Regions from separate parts of the Mus musculus genome. Here region 2 is linked to region 1. The links are chromatin contacts, called in public Micro-C maps. All regions are on one chromosome and are shown on one strand. Each heading gives the region's core, a stretch centred on a gene start, on an enhancer-like site or on the middle of the called end of the contact. The rest is flanking DNA. Distances are from core to core; before and after follow the strand shown. Region 1 overlaps Rims1 (regulating synaptic membrane exocytosis 1). Region 2 holds the start of B3gat2 (beta-1,3-glucuronyltransferase 2 (glucuronosyltransferase S)).

Region 1 (2,812 bases), core at 102-2,601:
AATGCAGAGGGCACAGGTGCAATCTGTATCAAGAGTATGAGAAAGCAAGATTAATTTTTAAATAAAATATACTATATTTAGTCTGTAATATAGTACTGTCTAGAAGTTATAAATTATGGGAGGGTGAAACCTGAAAGAATAGCCCTACCCAAATACAAACACATTGCTAAACTCACAGAAAACCCAATACTATCAGAAGGAAGTTAGTTACCACCAAAGTTAGAACTGTAGTCAGCTTTATCTGAATGAACAGCATTACAATGCGAATACCAGCCGCCAAGAGATTTGTGTGATTATAATTTTAAACTGAAGCATTTCCTAGACCAGCACTTTTTAATACTTTTTGAACATTTGAATTATAGTTGGTGAGATTAAGGAAGTGAATGGTTAAATTTATTTAACTTCAGTTAATTTAAGCCTAAATAGTTATACATGACTATAAGACTGAAAAATACTGACTTAGAGGGAAACGCCTATCATACTGTCTCAGTTACTTTGGAATGTGAATTTCATACCTCAAAATTACTATGCAAAACATAATATCATGTAATAACTCAAATAATATCATTTAGAATATATTCACAAATTTCAAGAAGGATCAATTTTTAAATCGAAAACTGTGCCTTTAGAAATTGAATATGTACAAAGAAGTTCTTTATATATAGTTGTCTATGGTATAAACAACTCATTTACATGCACAGTTGAGTTTTCTAGAAAACAAGTTATTCCCCGACAAATGCACACCAAAATAGTAACTTCAAAACGTTAAGATTGCACCTCTCAGTTCCCTGAATGACAGACAGGAAGCAAAATCAGTAAGAAACTTCTCACTCAAAACTGGAGCTGGCAGTGGCGGTTTGTTAAATACATTAAAAATAAATAAATAAATAAACAAACAAACAAACAAAAAAGTACAACCTTCCACAGTCTGCATTCCTACCCGAGTTCACCTCTAATCTTGGAACACAAACATCTTCACCTGCATCTCTGACCTCAGCACGTGGACCTCAAAAGCCAGTAGACTTGTGTCCACCGGAGGCCACGCGCCTCTAAGTGCGGCTCACAGGCATGCCTGAAGGGGGATGGAGGCGCCTGTGCGTCTGGTACGCAGGGACCTCGGAGCGCAGCATCTCTGCTGCAAACGTCCGGGAACATCACTCCCGCGCAGGTGCGCCTGGCACAGCGGTCCCCCAGCCCAGCATCTCCCGGCAGGCAGGCACTGGGCGCGCATCTCCACCTCCGAGCCGCGCTCACCTTTCTCGCTCACGCTCTCGCTCTCCAGCTCCACGTCCTCGCAGCTCGTGTACTCCGGCGTGGACACGCCCTCCTCCTCGGAGCTGCTCACCGACATCTGACGCCTCTTGCCTCCCCGCTTGGGCCGGTGTGGCTTGGGCGGGGATGGCCGCACCGACTCGGACTGATCGGAGCTCAGCGAGTCGTTCCGCAGCATGCTTTCCGCTTTCTCGCGCTTGGCCTTGCGCAGGAGCACAGCCGAGCCGGGGTCCAGGCGGCCCTGCTTACGGAGCGGCTCGGGGACGCGCGGTTCGGGCGGCTCTGCCGGACCCGGGGCTGGCCGCGGCGGCGGCGGCCCGTGCTCCGCGGGAGGCTGGGCAGCGGGCGCGCGTGCGCGCGGGGACTCCGGGGGAGAGACCCTGGCGGTGGTCTGCGCGCGCTTGCCCGCCGTGGTCTCGGCTGACACAGCGGCGGCAGCCTCGGTGTGCGGGAGCGCCACGTCGCTGTGGCGCCGCTCGTGCCTCGCTCGGGACACCCGGGCGTGCATGCGCATCTGCTGTTCCTCCAGCGGCGCCTTCACCGGGTAGCGAGCCAGGTTCGGGTCGCTGCGGTACCTAGTCTGATACTCCTCCTCCTTCCTCTGCTTTTCGTCTTCAGCCACCCTGCCATCCTCGCGTTTCTCGAGCCGGTCCGGGTAGTCCTGAGAGCGCCCTTTCTCCAGCCTGCGGGTTTCCCGCCTCTCCTTCCTCTCCCGTTCATCCGCGGTCCCTTCCCCGGGTTGCACCACAGACTTGGGGACACGTTTGCGCTCACTCTTCTGGCCTCCCTTGCCATTCTGCTCTGAAAGCCCTGGAGCCTTCTTCCTGTGATGCGCAGAGAACAGTTGATAAAATTTAAACAGCACACCAAGAAACATTCTTGTCTCAACATTCAAGCCCTAAATCAATTATTTCATATAATTAGTTCGAATCCCATGTCTACTTAAAATTTGAAGTCAAGAACCAGGTTAAATTTATGTACCAATTAAGATTGAAAAAGTGACCCTTTGCATTACAATAGAATCAAAAACTCCTTTTCACCTTTTAAAGTTTGAATTTAAATAAAAAGTTTTAATTCAATAGGAACAGTTTATGCTTGCATTCTTATGACTGAAAATATTTCACACAGAAATAATAGGTCAATAATAACATAAGATCTAAAGACGAGCTTACAGCAGCAAACGTTGCTTACATCACTACAAGATCAAATGTGTTTTCCATGCATGTATACTATGAACACTGCGTACTTATGATTCCTGATTATCAAGAAAACCTTTAGAATTACATGCGTGCTCACTTCAGAAATCAAATCTCTGATAACAGCAAACTAATTTTGATGTGATTATGCCTAAGCCCTTTTTATCATATTGTTAATCAGAAAACAATGTCTAAACCATACCTTATATTTTAACTTGCTCAAGTCACATCAATAGAAACACTGATATTTGTGTGTGCGTTTGTTTGTTACAGTACTAGGACTCAAAGCCAAAGCTGTGTGCATGCATGCCAGGCAGCCCCCTCTACCACTGAGTGTCCTCAGC
Region 2 (2,812 bases), core at 197-2,696, 1.2 Mb after region 1:
GACGCACTGTTCTTGTTAACTGAAGTATGTCAACCCAGAACGTGGCTTTTGTTGTTTAGGTTTGGTTTTTTGTTTTGTTTTATTTTTTTGTTTTTTGGTGTTGTTGTTGTTGTTGTTTGCTTAAACGCTCACCCTGAGAAAGCCTCAGCGCTACCTTGGGATTCAAACACCCAATGTAGTCACCGGCTGGCTAATAAATGCTTTATATATTTGCTTCAACCCAAGTCGGAGCAGTCTTCTCTAGTGACTACCCCACAACATAAGAGAGTAGTTGTGAAAATTCACAGGTGCGCAGTGCCAGACACCGAACCCAAGATGCAGGACACAGCCACGTGAAGGTGGAGGATCTGCCCCAGCGTGCTGCTTGTTCCTCAGGAACATAGTCAAAAGGATTTTCATGCGACAGAGAAAGTCGGGTTGCGGAGGAAAACGGAATCAGAAATGATTCATTGGGGGTGGGGGTGCTTTCCTCAGACTCCCTGGAATGTGCTTGGAATGAGAACAGCCTGGGGTTCGTTCGGCTAATAGATTCTCTATATATGAGAGGGTCTTCCAGGTATTTCCGCTTGCCATCCTCTGACCCACTTGATCTGATGGCATCACCTAGGAAGACCGGTCACTCACAGCCAGGCTGTGCTGATGATGTGCAGTGAAGAGGCAGTGGGTTCTATCCAGGACGCCCACGTTCTATTTCCACTAAGTCAGTTACCACTGACCTCAGGAAATTCCCTTAAGTCTCCATCTTCTGCTCCTTCATCCAGAAAATGAAGGTGATTCCACCTCCAAAGCCTCCTTGAAAGGATTACAGGGATGGTCCTGGGGGATAATTCCTGTGCCTGCAAACTGGGAAGGCTCCAACATGAACAAAAGCAAGTTACACATACTCAGCCGGAGTTGTCAAAATGTCCCCCACAGATCCAACTGTGGCCGAGCAGTTGCGATTGATTCCTTGGAATGGGCTGGCACACATGCCAGACACCTATGTGCGGCACCCCCTCCATCTCTGTGGGATTCTATTGATTTCTGCCTTTCAAGAGAAAGTGGTTCTCTTTGCTGAGGTTCTGTACACCAACCCTCAAGCCAGGGAAGGACCGCTTTGTCCCCTCCCTCTTTCTCCTTCTGCCCTCTTTAGGACTCCGGACTTGTCACACGTGAATGGGTTTCCTTGGCTGATCTCCAAAGACCCTGCAGCAGTTCAGTGAGCTGAACCCTGGGGCGATCTGAAAACAGCACCCACCACCTCCACACACACACACACACACACACACACACACACACACACACACCCCAGGCAGAGGTCGCGCAACCCAGCAGAGATCCTCCTCCCTCCCCCTGCCTCTGCCCGCAGGCAGCGCCTGGTGCCACCGGGCTCAGACCCCGCAGAGAGCCTTGGCCCTTCCCGCCTCCGCCCCGCAGCCCCTCTCCGCCAGTAGCAGCGCTGCTATCTTCCCACCGGAGCACTAGGAGGACGCCCGAGTCTGCAGCGCCCCCGCCCCCTCGCTTTTTCTTTCTTTCCCTGCTTTGGGATCTTGCTGTCTGGAGCCGGGAGAGGTTCCGAGAAGGAGAGAGCGGCACAGGTTTCTGCCGCGGCGCTCGAACGGGAGCTTAGGGACGCAGCATCCTCGGTGTCCACCCGGGATCGCAGCTGCACCGGCCGACATGTGACGGAGGAAAGCCCTCAGCATTCCCGGCAACCGCCTTCAAAGGGGTCCCGGAACGCTCGCCCAGGCCAGCAGCTGGATCCTCTTAGCCCTCAGCGACGCGGGACAGGAGCGGCAAGGTACAACGCCTGGTACGTTCCAGGCTCGCACTCGGGAAAAGAGCGCAGCGGGGACCGCCGCCTGGCTTGCACTCGGCACAACTCCGGGACCTGCGGAGTGCGGCTGGACCGTGTCCAGATTCCCGCCGACTTCATCCAGAGTGACCCAAGACCCTAGCCGGTCCTCCTGCACCCCCTGGAGTTCTAGCTTGCCCTGCATCTGCGCCGACCCCACAACGCCCAGGTCCCCGCAACGCCCCAGTCCGGAAGGGGAGCGCGCTTGCGGCTTCTCCCTGATTGCAGACGCTGCCGCTGTCCTAACTGCACACAGAGGTCCCCTACCCGGAGCCTAGTCCTTGCAGGGGGTGGTGTCCGAGACGCTGGGGAGCGCGCACCATGAAGTCCGCGCTGTGCAGCCGCTTCTTCATCCTCCTGCCCTGGATCCTGATTGTCATCATCATGTTGGACGTGGACCCCCGCAGGCCCGCGCCCCAACTCACTTCCCGTCCCTACTTCTCTCCCCATGCAGTGGGCTGCGGGGGCTCCCGAGTCCCGCTCCGACGGAGTAGCCCCGGGCGTGACGCTGCCGAGAAGCGGAACGAGTCTCGGCCTCAGCTGCAGCCGGAGCCGCGCTTGCCCACCATCTATGCCATCACACCCACCTACAGTCGCCCGGTGCAGAAAGCCGAGCTCACTCGCCTGGCCAACACCTTCCGCCAGGTGGCGCAGTTGCACTGGATCCTGGTGGAGGACCGGGCGACGCGCAGCGAGCTGGTGAGCAGCTTCCTAGCTCGGGCCGGCCTGCCCAACACGCACCTGCATGTGCCCACGCCGCGGCGCTACAAGCGACCGTGGCTGCCGCGCGCCACCGAACAGCGCAACGCGGGCCTCGCCTGGCTGCGCCAGAGGCATCAGCATCAGAGCGCGCAACCCGGCGTGCTCTTCTTCGCCGACGATGACAACACGTACAGTCTGGAGCTCTTCCAGGAGGTAGTGGTCCAGCGCCGATGGTGGGGTGTAGGGTGTGTGTGGGGGGGAGGGGGGACAAGGGGC

What was found. Hi-C and Micro-C count contacts between places; a contact is called where the count stands out from the background.
Region 2: a contact with region 1 is called in a Micro-C map of embryonic stem cells, with 3 times the contacts expected there. The contact joins the promoter of B3gat2 here to the enhancer-like site in region 1. A contact is called at or near these places in 1 of 39 promoter capture datasets (liver), 1 of 484 Hi-C or Micro-C datasets (embryonic stem cells) and 2 of 115 datasets of contacts at active chromatin or transcription factors (embryonic forebrain and stem cell-derived neural progenitor cells).

Annotation. Positions count from the first base shown.
Region 1 is chr1:22,532,145-22,534,956 of GRCm38.p6, forward strand. It overlaps Rims1 (regulating synaptic membrane exocytosis 1), which reads right to left. Exons shown (of 35, transcript NM_183018.4): 7 at 1,865-2,096; 8 at 1,255-1,330. Among named protein-coding and RNA genes, the nearest start is that of Rims1, 270 kb to the right of the region's middle. Within about 2 kb of position 1,352, at least 102 of the 459 cell types and tissues checked have an H3K27ac peak or open chromatin away from gene starts, as enhancers often do. A contact at or near this core is called in embryonic stem cells, where this site is marked.
Region 2 is chr1:23,760,480-23,763,291 of GRCm38.p6, forward strand. B3gat2 (beta-1,3-glucuronyltransferase 2 (glucuronosyltransferase S)) reads left to right here and starts at 1,447. Exons shown (of 4, transcript NM_172124.2): 1 at 1,447-2,749. The coding sequence starts at 2,156.